2 separate regions of the Rattus norvegicus genome follow, and region 1 is linked to region 2. A link is a contact called in public Hi-C data. All regions are on one chromosome and are shown on one strand. The core of a region is the stretch at or near the end of the contact, and the rest is flanking DNA. Distances in the headings are between cores, read along the strand shown.

Region 1 (5,014 bases), core at 2,008-4,507, 83 kb before region 2:
AGCTAGTGACACCAGGACTCCTTGCTTGTCACTCACATACAAGAGAAAGATGCATTCTTAGCGAAAGTCCTAATAGTTGATTGGGCTGTTTTAAGACACGGATCTTTTTTGCAATCAATCACTGTGGAAGGGAAGCCAGATCCAGCCATCTGCTAGCCCCGGCCCATTATTCTCCCTCTTGAGGTGGCTCCTGGGAACCACATGGTCTTAGAGAAAGAGCAAAGAGAGTGATTCAGCTGCAAAGACAACCAACAAATGGCTGCCACAAGGCCCTGGGCCTACAGTGCAAGCCAAACAGCAGCGGTTTAAGTACTGAATGCTTTCTTTCTATGTAAGATTCTAAAGGTGAATGAAGATTTATTTTATGAAAATGGAGCTCTCCCACTTTTTCTTTCTTTTAAATCAACTCTTCTGGTTCCTCTTTCTGAGAGCAGTGGTTCCGACAGAATTGTCTATTACTGTTGTCACTCAATAACAAGAATAAACGGATATTTTCAAATAGCCCTAATTATTTCATTAAACAATAGTGTTCTTGTGGGGGCCACAGTAGGAAACAAGCTGGTAGACCGTTTTAGACAGAACATGCTAATGCATTTCTGTCTCTCAGGCAATGAGGAGACAGAGGCAGCAGGAATACTAGGAGCTTTAGGGCAGCTCACAGTATAGAGGGTAACAAACTTTAAAAAAGAAAGAAAGAAAGAAAAACAGATGACCAATTAGTCATTGTTTTATATATAAAAAAGAAGCAGCTAAGCTTAAATAAATATAGGTTAAAAACCACATTTTAAAACTGAGAGCAAACAAACAGCTCATTTCTTGGGGGGAGGGAGGGACTGTGGTCTTCGTGTTTTGGCTTTAGTGTCGTAGTTAAATACTGAATAAGGTGATTATAAAATTCAGGGCCAGGACAGAAATAACGCAATGTACAGAAGAAATACCTGCCTGGTGACGTGGCCATGTGGAGACAGCGTGGGGCCGTGTCCTACACAGCTGTAATGTAGTTATAGATGATCATACTCAAGTATTCAAATACTGTCAGGTATTACCCGGGAGTGAGAGGCCCATGTATTTTCTAGAGCTTCTGGTCGTCCATTTTAAAAGTCACTTTCCTCAATAAACAGAATACTTTTATTTTCCCAGTGCCAAAAGGGAAAATAGGAAGTGGAGCGTTATCTGTGAGACTGAGTCATCAGGTAGCCAGCCTCTCCACATTCAGGCCTCTCCTCTCACCGCCTGCAGCCCTTCAAAAAGCACGGGGCTATCTTTTAATGACATACATAAATCCCCCACACTGCCTGGCCGCAGAGCATAATTAATTCTGGCCTTTCATGCTTAATGAAACACCTTGTACACACGGCAGTGGTGCCGTTAGCTTCTTGTGTGTGCTAGGTCGTGGGATGCCTAGCAACGTTGTTCCACTTCATATGCTCTGCGTCTCGTCTGTGTGAGCACTGCTGTTATCTCTTCAGGAATACAGCTCCAGAAAATTCATCCTGCCACCTGTACGAATAGTTCCCTTAACTTTCCAAACCGTGGAATGTTTTGCTTTTTTTTTTTTTTTCAACTTCTTGGCGGCGAACAGAATTTTCTATCTTAATTGTGGCTGCTTCGGAAGGGTATTTTAAAAACACAGTAATCTGGTCCATGCAGCTGCTCAGCCCTATTTCCCTCGTTAGAACATTTTGCCTTATCTTTGTGCATATTTAGACGCTGCACTGCAGAGGACATTCCCCCACAGAGAATCTCAAAACATAAAATTTTTAAGTTTCTGTTTGAATCACAAATACCAGAATGGGTAACGTTTTTCATAAACATAATTGAACTGAAATTATCCTCCCCTGAAGTCTTACCCCCTTCACAATACTCCAGCCTCAGTTGAAAAGTATGAAAGCAAAGAGCTTAGTACAGCTATAAATGCGAGTGCCTTGTCCTACCTTCAGTTTTAGACCGTGCACAGAACAGGTGGATAATAAAGTACAGAATTCCACGCACCTCTTTAGGTGTAACCCCAGGCATGCGAATATCCAGCGCAAAATCTGATGCATCAAGAGGGGTGACTGGTCCAATGGTACCAAGGCATTCATTGGAAAATGATCTGGTAGTTTCTTTAAACCTTAAGAAGATAATTTGAACATTCTTGAGCATAATTGGAAGGGTAGAAATAAATCCTATGCCCTTAAGTTTAAGGATTATTAACTTATAACCAATTTGTAAGCAAAATAAAACCAGAAGAACTAAGCAGGGTCTGAGGTTCGACCCAATAAGTGCTCATAATACATATTTCTACTTGATGAAGACGCTATCGTCCTCACGCACACGCTGATTTTCTAGTGGCAAGACTGAATCGTAACCCACTGGCATTTTGTCAACTCTGAGTGCCCAACATTACTAATAGGAAACAAACAACAGAAAACCTTAGGCACAGCCTTGCTAGGTGCAGTTATATGAGGGCGAAATAAACACTGCGATGTGAATTACACACGTACAAGTACATAAATATTTCATATGGTAATTACGAGGTGCGTGTATACAGCTCGATATTTCCTAGTGAGCTATTACAGCCAATGATCTTCTCCCCACCGCCGATCTATCTTGATATTTTATTCCTCCAGCTGTTACATATAGGAAGGCATTCAAGTCTAAACAACTATATTGCAGTTTCTGAAATATTTCCCCAAGAGGGTGCGATTAGTTTTGGAAATCACAACTTCTAATTGGTGTTCCGAAAGCCAGGATAGCAGCAGCTTGGCTACAGGACTGTGAGTGGGCTTTTAATGCAAGGGGCACTTCAGGAGAAGTTACTGAGCTAAAATTGCGAGACGTTTGGGTAGAGAAAATCAGCCTTGTGGAGATTTTTTTTTTTTTCAAAGACCAGGCTACTCCAAGTGACTACATTTCTAAGGAGCATACACAGAACCCACCCCAACCTCCTTCCTCCTGCCTAAAGGAAACAAACAAGCCGAGCACGCACCTCTTAAAGACAGAAAGTGGGCTTCTGAAGGCCAGGCAGCTGCTCTGCAGGGCGAGCAGCCCCAGCAGCAGCAGTAGCAGACCGCTGCGGGCGCGTCCGGCCATGTCCGCGCAGGACCAGGGCAGCGGGCAGTGGCCGGGCCGGCGGGATGGCAGGGCTGGCGGCCGCAGCTACTTCATGGCCCCGGGCGAGGGCGATGCGCGGCCAGCCGGGTCCGCTCGGTCCGCTCCCGACGCGTGGGAAGCGGCTCTGGAGTCCGCTCCGCCCGCCCGCTGGAGCCGCCCGCCCTCCAGAGCGGCCAGAGCCGGTGGCAGCCACAGGGCTGGAGGAGCAGGGTCCTTATCGCTCGCAATGCCAGGGGCTGTGAGGGCTATCGCGCAGACCCGCGTCAGTCATCATTCGGAACCTGCAAAAATAGAAGCAGATAATGGATGACTAACACATTACAGCATTTGTCCTCAGCAAATCCCAGCTGAGGTTCCTTAATACACCAGGAGTTTCACAAGCTTGCGCCCAAGCCTGGGGAAAATGCTGGTCTGTTGATCTCTCTCCACCCCAGCGACAAGCCCCCGCGACTTCACCGACCCTGAGCAAAGCCCCAGTCCTGCCCTTAGCTCGCTCTTCCTCCCCAACACCCACTCCGCGTTTGTTTTTGTTTTTTATTTTATTGTTCTGATTTTTACCTGGCTCTTCACCCTACATTCCCTTCTATCTAGCCCACTTCTACGGGTTTCTCTCTCTATTACTCTCTCATCTCATGGGGGTGGGGGGGAAGCCCTGCTCCAGATCTCCGTTCAATGTAAACAAAGTTATTCACTCAGATCACTGACTAAGGAAAAAGGACTAAACCAGAGAGGCGAAGACAAAGCACTTAGAGACCACGATAATCGGGCAGAAAAGATGAGAACAAAGACATTTCATGTACAAGCACCACAGGGCTACAGATGAGAAGAGAAAGAGATACCCACCGCCTGCACAGACAGGCATCTCTATATAAGCAATTGCCCAAGTTCTCAGTATTACTCTAAAACTCTACAGTTAACTGTATGTGCTTTGCAAATGCCCATTCAAAAGCTGGCATCTAGTATCCAAATCAATCATTTCTTCCCATTGTGGCATGCTGCCCCAAAGATACTCTATCCTCCATAAAGTTTAGAAACGGGTAACACAACTAGGAAAGGGTGGGAGTGGAGCGGGAGGGGTCTTAGCCATCCTCTAAATGCAGTATCTCTGGAAAGGCTATCATCAAGAACTCCCTATTAATATGAGTAAGAGATGGGGGAGCTCAGGGAAGGAGACCTCAAAACTATGGCAGACGTCGTTACGCTGAATAATTTTAGGACAAGGAAATCAACAGCCTTTTAAAAGGAGGTACTAAAATCAAGGTCCTCTTATGATTCTTCCTCCTCTCTACACACTCCGTTTCTCCCGTATGAAAATCCAGCTGGAGAAGGGAACAGAGCTGTCTCCCATGCTTAGCCTGAAACCCTACTGTCTCAGTACAGGAGACAGGAACGGACTCTACTGGACAGACTCCCAGGACCAGACCATGTACCAGGCACATGTGAATACCAAAGGGGTGACTTTCTGGAGCCTTAATTAAGCCAATAAAAATGTGCAGTCTACATTCTGCAAACACCACCCCCCTTACAGAAAAAGCAGCATGTTCCTAATATTTCTGGCTAGTGGGAGAGTCACAATCCCATCTTTGTCCACTATACTGTGCTCCCCCTCCCCCCCTTTCCCAAGCGTTTAAGTTAGTATGCTTTTCCCCTGGGCTAACTTTGTCAATATCCTCAATGTTAACCCCTTCAGGCTTAGGGGAAACTTCCTCTGTAGAGGCCTCTCAGAAAATGTGACATTCCATGGGCAGCTCAACTGAGCTAAACTCTTAAAATAGTCACGCTATGACTTTACTAGTTGCGCTGAACACTGTCCAGATTAGGTGTTGAATCTGAGAACGATACGGCATTAATGTAAAATGTCTCGTTCCCATTGTGAAAAATAGCTTCTATACAACAGAGCTCTAAATGTTTAACCCAT
Region 2 (5,365 bases), core at 2,258-4,757:
CTTTGAAAAGAAAGCCCACATCTGTGCCTTAGGACGTCTGCACGCAGATAACAATGACAACTGATTCTCTCTATTTATTTCTCTGGAAGATGGCAGCTGTGGGTCCATTTATCTCTGAGCGCCACTAAATCCTTGCCAACAGGTCACTTGTGCAGAAATCACCTCCGGGGAAATGGCTAATTATTACACCATGATAAAATCAGTCAGGCAACCACGACCCAAAGCTACAGTTTTCTTGTTGAAGTCTCTGTGTCAAAGGCAGAATAACTTTTATTGTAATGATGCCCTCCCCTGGAAAACCACACAAAACATAAAACCTCCCTTTGAACTCTTTGTTCTTCCTTGCCTCTGCCACCCATCTTGAAGAGAACACAAGCCCCTTTAACGCCACCAGGTTGAGAGTAATTGCTTAAAATAACCATGTTCCCGAGTCAAGCTGAGTCTCTAATAATATCCTCTGCTTCTCTGATCAGTTGCAACACTTTAATAAGTATCTAATTTATCATCTGTGGTATGAAAACTATTGTTTTCTTTCCCGTGAATATTTGATTGACATGTTTTTCAACAATCCTAGGGTCTAATTTTTATCGTAGCCGCCGCCATTGTAAGGATAAGCAAGTAAGTTGACAGGTCTTCCTTAAGACAGTCACAGCACAATAAAAGCTGAAGGTTGTCACTCTGTACTATATACTTAGATCTCAGCTCTTTCAAAGAAACTATTATTATCTCTATTTCAATTTAGATGATGCCAAGCCTGCCTTTTAATGTTTCCCTTGTAAGTAAATAGCTTACAAATGTCTAACCAGACCGTGGCTTCAAAAACAGTAAACGGAATACAACAGTACCAATTTCCAATCTCAAAAAAAATTACAGACGGTTTTTTTTTTTTTTAAACCTAATTGACAAGTTGGGAGTTCTCACTCCTGTCGAGCTTGGGAAAGACCGGGAGCAGAATAGTAACATGTAGTCTCAGGAAAACAGGGGCTGCCCCTGAGTCAGCTAACGAGAGAGGACTTTCCAATCAAGCTTCCGTTCTTTCATTTGTGCCTTCTGAGATCCTGTTTGAAAGGCGAGACAGGCCAAGCTCGGTAAAATGGAGGTAGGTGAGCAGGAGAATTACTAAGAGCTAGGGAGATGGCTGGTCAAGTCTGTTCCTTGATTCTGAGCTCCACAACCTGGGCTTGATCCCCAGGACCGGTATGGTGGTAGGAAAGAGCCAACTCCTGACAACTGTTCTCTTGCTTCCTATAGTTGCATGCTATAATAGCAAACACACATGTGTGCTCCTGCGGGCGCGCGCACACACACACACACACACACACACACACACACACACACACACACACTATGTACCACATACCATGTACACTAAATGTAAAATATATTGCCCTATACATATGGCATAATTTTCTCTTTAAAAAGCAACATTTGTTGGGCGGAGGACATAGCTCATAGGTAGAAGGCTTGATTACCATGCATGAGGGCCTCTGACTTCAATCCCTAGTGCTCAAAACTGCATGTGCCAGCTCATGTCTGTAATCCCAGAAATCAGGAGGCAAAGGCAGGAGGCTCTGTAGTTCAAGGTTATCGACCTCTATAAAATCATATCTCAAACTATTCCTGTTTTTGTGAACATGCACTGAAAAGTATCTAGAAGACATACCATACATAAATATTAGGAGTGTTATATTTGAGGGAGAGTCCTCCAGTCTTTATATGATTCTCTACTTTAAAGAAGATTCAACTATGAATTATTACACTAATTCAACAGGCAGAAATCCACCTGTGTGCCCTCTGTTACACTAGGCTCTGTGTACCTGAATACACAGAGGGCTCATCACAGCTTCGGAGGGCCAGGCCCTACACTGACCACAGGAGTTCAAGGACGCTTCGAACCATTCTTTAAAAAAGAGATCCTGCCTAGCTGAGTGGAGCTAGAAAGAAAAAGTGAATTAAGGCTATCAAGGAAACAAACACATCAAACGGAGCAGGTGCACTGACCTTTCCAGAGATGCGAGTCAGAAAGGACAAATGATCCATCAATAAAACTAGTTTGTTAGATTTATTTTTAGAGGACAATCACAGGAAGAGTATAACCACACATCAGGCAAAACCACGAGATCTCTAACACTATAAAGTGCTAAAGAAAACACGGAAGATTGCCAGGTGAAATAAATCCTGCCAGTGGCCCTGGGTGGCCCACATTACATGGTCTGCGAAAGATGTTTCTTTGGAGAAAAGGACCTAATTTCTCTAACTCCTATCCACAATTCACCCTGAGGTAGCTTTTATTCTCCTGTAATTAATTTTTAAAAAGCAGCTAAATGTAGTACATCCTACTCAATATTCTTATTCCTTTTTTCCCACCACCGTTAATTTTCTTCCCCCCAACAGTGCAATGTCACTGACTTCTTACAGATCATAAATTCTTCAGTTGATAACTTTACATAAAAACACTACTACCTGTCTGTCTCTGTGTTTATTCTAAGAACAGCGACTGGTGAAGTGCACACCCACATTTAGACCACCCACAGGAACACGAGGTCCAAAGGTTAGAAGCACAGCTGGGAGTAACGGACTACACCCTCCTGTGGTCTGACAGGTTCCAGCTGGATAGGTATATGCCCTTATATCTGTCCTAACTTCAGAAAAACAATAGGCTTATTCTTTGAGCATCCGAAAGCTTCACTGGTACCCAAACGGAAACAAATCAAAACTTAAAATGGAAAATGATTCTTTTACAGTAAGAGTGTATTTGTCATGCCTAAGTCTAGCCCTCAGGAAACACCTTAACCTTTAAACTGTAGTTAGGGAACCCACAAGGCCCTCAGCCTGACTTGTATATTAATCGGATGTGAACTCGAGCTGGTGAGTAAAAGAAGCAAAGGGAGGTTAGAGTCCAGAGGGATGTTCGAGCCAACTTGGAAGGCCAGAGCAGTCTGCTCCAGTGGCCATTGAACTCTCTCCCCACTACACATCTCTAAGGCTAGGACAAAGCACTTTTAATCCGCTCATACCGCACTGCCTCCTAACCCCCAGGAGCAGTGCCCTTGGCTGCTCTGCTCTTGGTTAAATGAATGATTACCTAACTCCAGACACTGGAAGTGCATGGAGTTTTTCGATCTACATTTGGGATTCGGGATTCTAATTAAGACAAATCCACACTGAGCTAATGAAAAAAGTACAAGAACTGGTAGGAAGGGCTATGGCCTGACCTCCTATTGAAAGTCAGGTACTGGCCAAATTTAGTGACCTGTCCCCTGATGCTTCTCCATCTGACATCTTATAACTCTCTAGTCTCATTACTGACTTCTGTCTTCAGTGAAACCTTCTTCTGGTCGTTGCGTGGTCATTTCTTTGTCCTTGATAAGTCTTTAACTATCTTGTCCAGTTTACCTCTGGACACGATTCTAAACTGCAAGCTTCTCAAAGGCTCCCCCTATAGGACACTGACAGTCTTACCTCCAAGCACTTCAGACCATAGCCCACTGAACCCTGCCCAGCCTCCTCCACTTCCTGTTTCAGGGTGAAGAGTGCAGAGATTAGCATTTGGTACAGTGTGGCTGTGAGCCGGTCTAGCTTTGGCTTGTTATTGTTGTTGTTACTGTTATTGTTGTTGCTGTTGAGATATTTCTTTTTTATTACTGTTCTAATATCATCAATTATCACAGCCTAGTTGAGGTTTTAAAACATCTCTGTGATCTAGTTTTGGTAGGTCACATGTACTGAGGAATTAAAAACACCGGTAGCACTTTGCAGTTTGATTTGAATTTTCTGAACTAAGATGCTTGGGAAAGAAGACTTAGTATCTACAGTTTTCCCCTGAAAAATGAAGGAAGGCGAGGAACTGCAACACACTCAGTATCTGCTGATAGATTCTTTTAAAACTATTTTTTATTGTGGTCTCATGTATTGCATCCTGACTGCAGTTTCCCCTCCCTTCTCTTCCCAGTGACCCCTCCCCCTTTTGCTCTCGCCTATCCCTTCTCTCGACAATCCTGGGCTTTCTCTGCTCTAGAAACGGATCTGCTCCCTTCTCGGGAAAGTCCGTGAGTACCTACCTTCCCACCCCACTTTGCCTCCGAATTGCTCTCACCCCTTTCTATCAACGAAACCCAACCGACCCACCAAAACCTATCTCAGAATCTCCAATGCTCTTTCTTTTTCTATCCACCCTGAAGACACTCTTTTGTGGGTCGAAGACTGTGGCTCACTGCTAGGGGCTGCACTGAACAAGTGTGCTGTCCCTTCCCTGCCAGCAACAGTAAGAAAATATGGTTCATGGTTATGAATTTTTCCTACTTCCTCTAAGCTTCTGAAGAGCAGAGTCTATACCTGCTTCCTAGCCTCTACTGAGGACAGACGGAGCTCTGTGCTCTGCTCGGCGTTCCCTCAGTCAACAGCGAATGAACACAAACTCCACAACCTGCTTCCAGGTTAGCAAGGTACTAGTGATTAAATGCTTTTACTTAAGCTCTTAAAAAAGAACCCCACGTGACATGCTAAAATACCAATATGAATTTTGCTCTCAAAAGGTGAAAACAACAACGCAAAAACAAAAAATAAAAGCTGAACTAGATTCCATTATTTCTACCATACAACTTCTAGTTTCCCTAACTTCCCATTATGTTTCTCAGCTGGACCTCTACCTTCTAATAAGCAGCTACCTTTTCAGCAAGTACGTCCGATAGACTGGCCCATGGAAGAAAACTTCTCTTCTGTGTGTGTATGTGTGCGGTTTGGTTGGGTTTTGTTTTATTAATGGCTTTTTTTTGGTCTTTTATTACTTTTTATTCTTAATTTTTTTATTCACTTTACATCCTGCTCACTCCTCCCTCCCAGTCACCCCCGCCCCCAGCACCCCGGGGATCTCCTCATATTATGTGTAGAGGTGTTTTGCCTGCTTGTATGAGTGTGCACCGTATGCATGCAGCACCTGTGACGGCCAGAAGGTGGTGTAAGAAGGTGGTGAGGCCACTTCTCAGTCCAAGAAAAAAAAAAATGAAGCTACTCCATTTTATCCTCGAAGAATTTAAAATTTGCTTTCATTTAAAGGTCAAGGATTATCCCCTTACTGTACTTCTTTAACTCATCCAAGGGCCCTGCATCTTAGACACATATCCTGAACTGAACACAGATAACAAAGCCCTTAGTGTCTTGAATCTAAAAGGCAAGGAATTATACATGTGGCTTACTTTAATGCCCAAAACTTATTTCAACATTTCGTGATTCTAATTTTGATTACGATCCTCAGAAGAAGTGGGGGATTAAGCTCTAATGTTTTTTTTTTCTAAAGAACCTAGTTGAAGATAACTTCCTATTTTAGCCCTTCAATTAGTCTGATGTAAAATACCTCTTCCCTAGG

Evidence for each region. A called contact is a pair of places that touch in the nucleus more often than the background predicts.
Region 1: a contact with region 2 is called in a Hi-C map of liver, with 3 times the contacts expected there. The contact joins the promoter of Pam here to the enhancer-like site in region 2. A contact is called at or near these places in 2 of 12 Hi-C or Micro-C datasets (Schwann cells and liver).

What each region holds. Positions count from the first base shown.
Region 1 is chr9:105,568,611-105,573,624 of GRCr8, reverse strand. It overlaps Pam (peptidylglycine alpha-amidating monooxygenase), which reads right to left and starts at 3,257. Exons shown (of 25, transcript NM_013000.3): 1 at 2,972-3,257; 2 at 1,993-2,113. The coding sequence starts at 3,075.
Region 2 is chr9:105,485,488-105,490,852 of GRCr8, reverse strand. It overlaps a transcript of Pam not described here. Among named protein-coding and RNA genes, the nearest start is that of Pam, 82 kb to the left of the region's middle. Within about 2 kb of position 3,507, at least 6 of the 93 cell types and tissues checked have an H3K27ac peak or open chromatin away from gene starts, as enhancers often do. A contact at or near this core is called in liver, where this site is marked.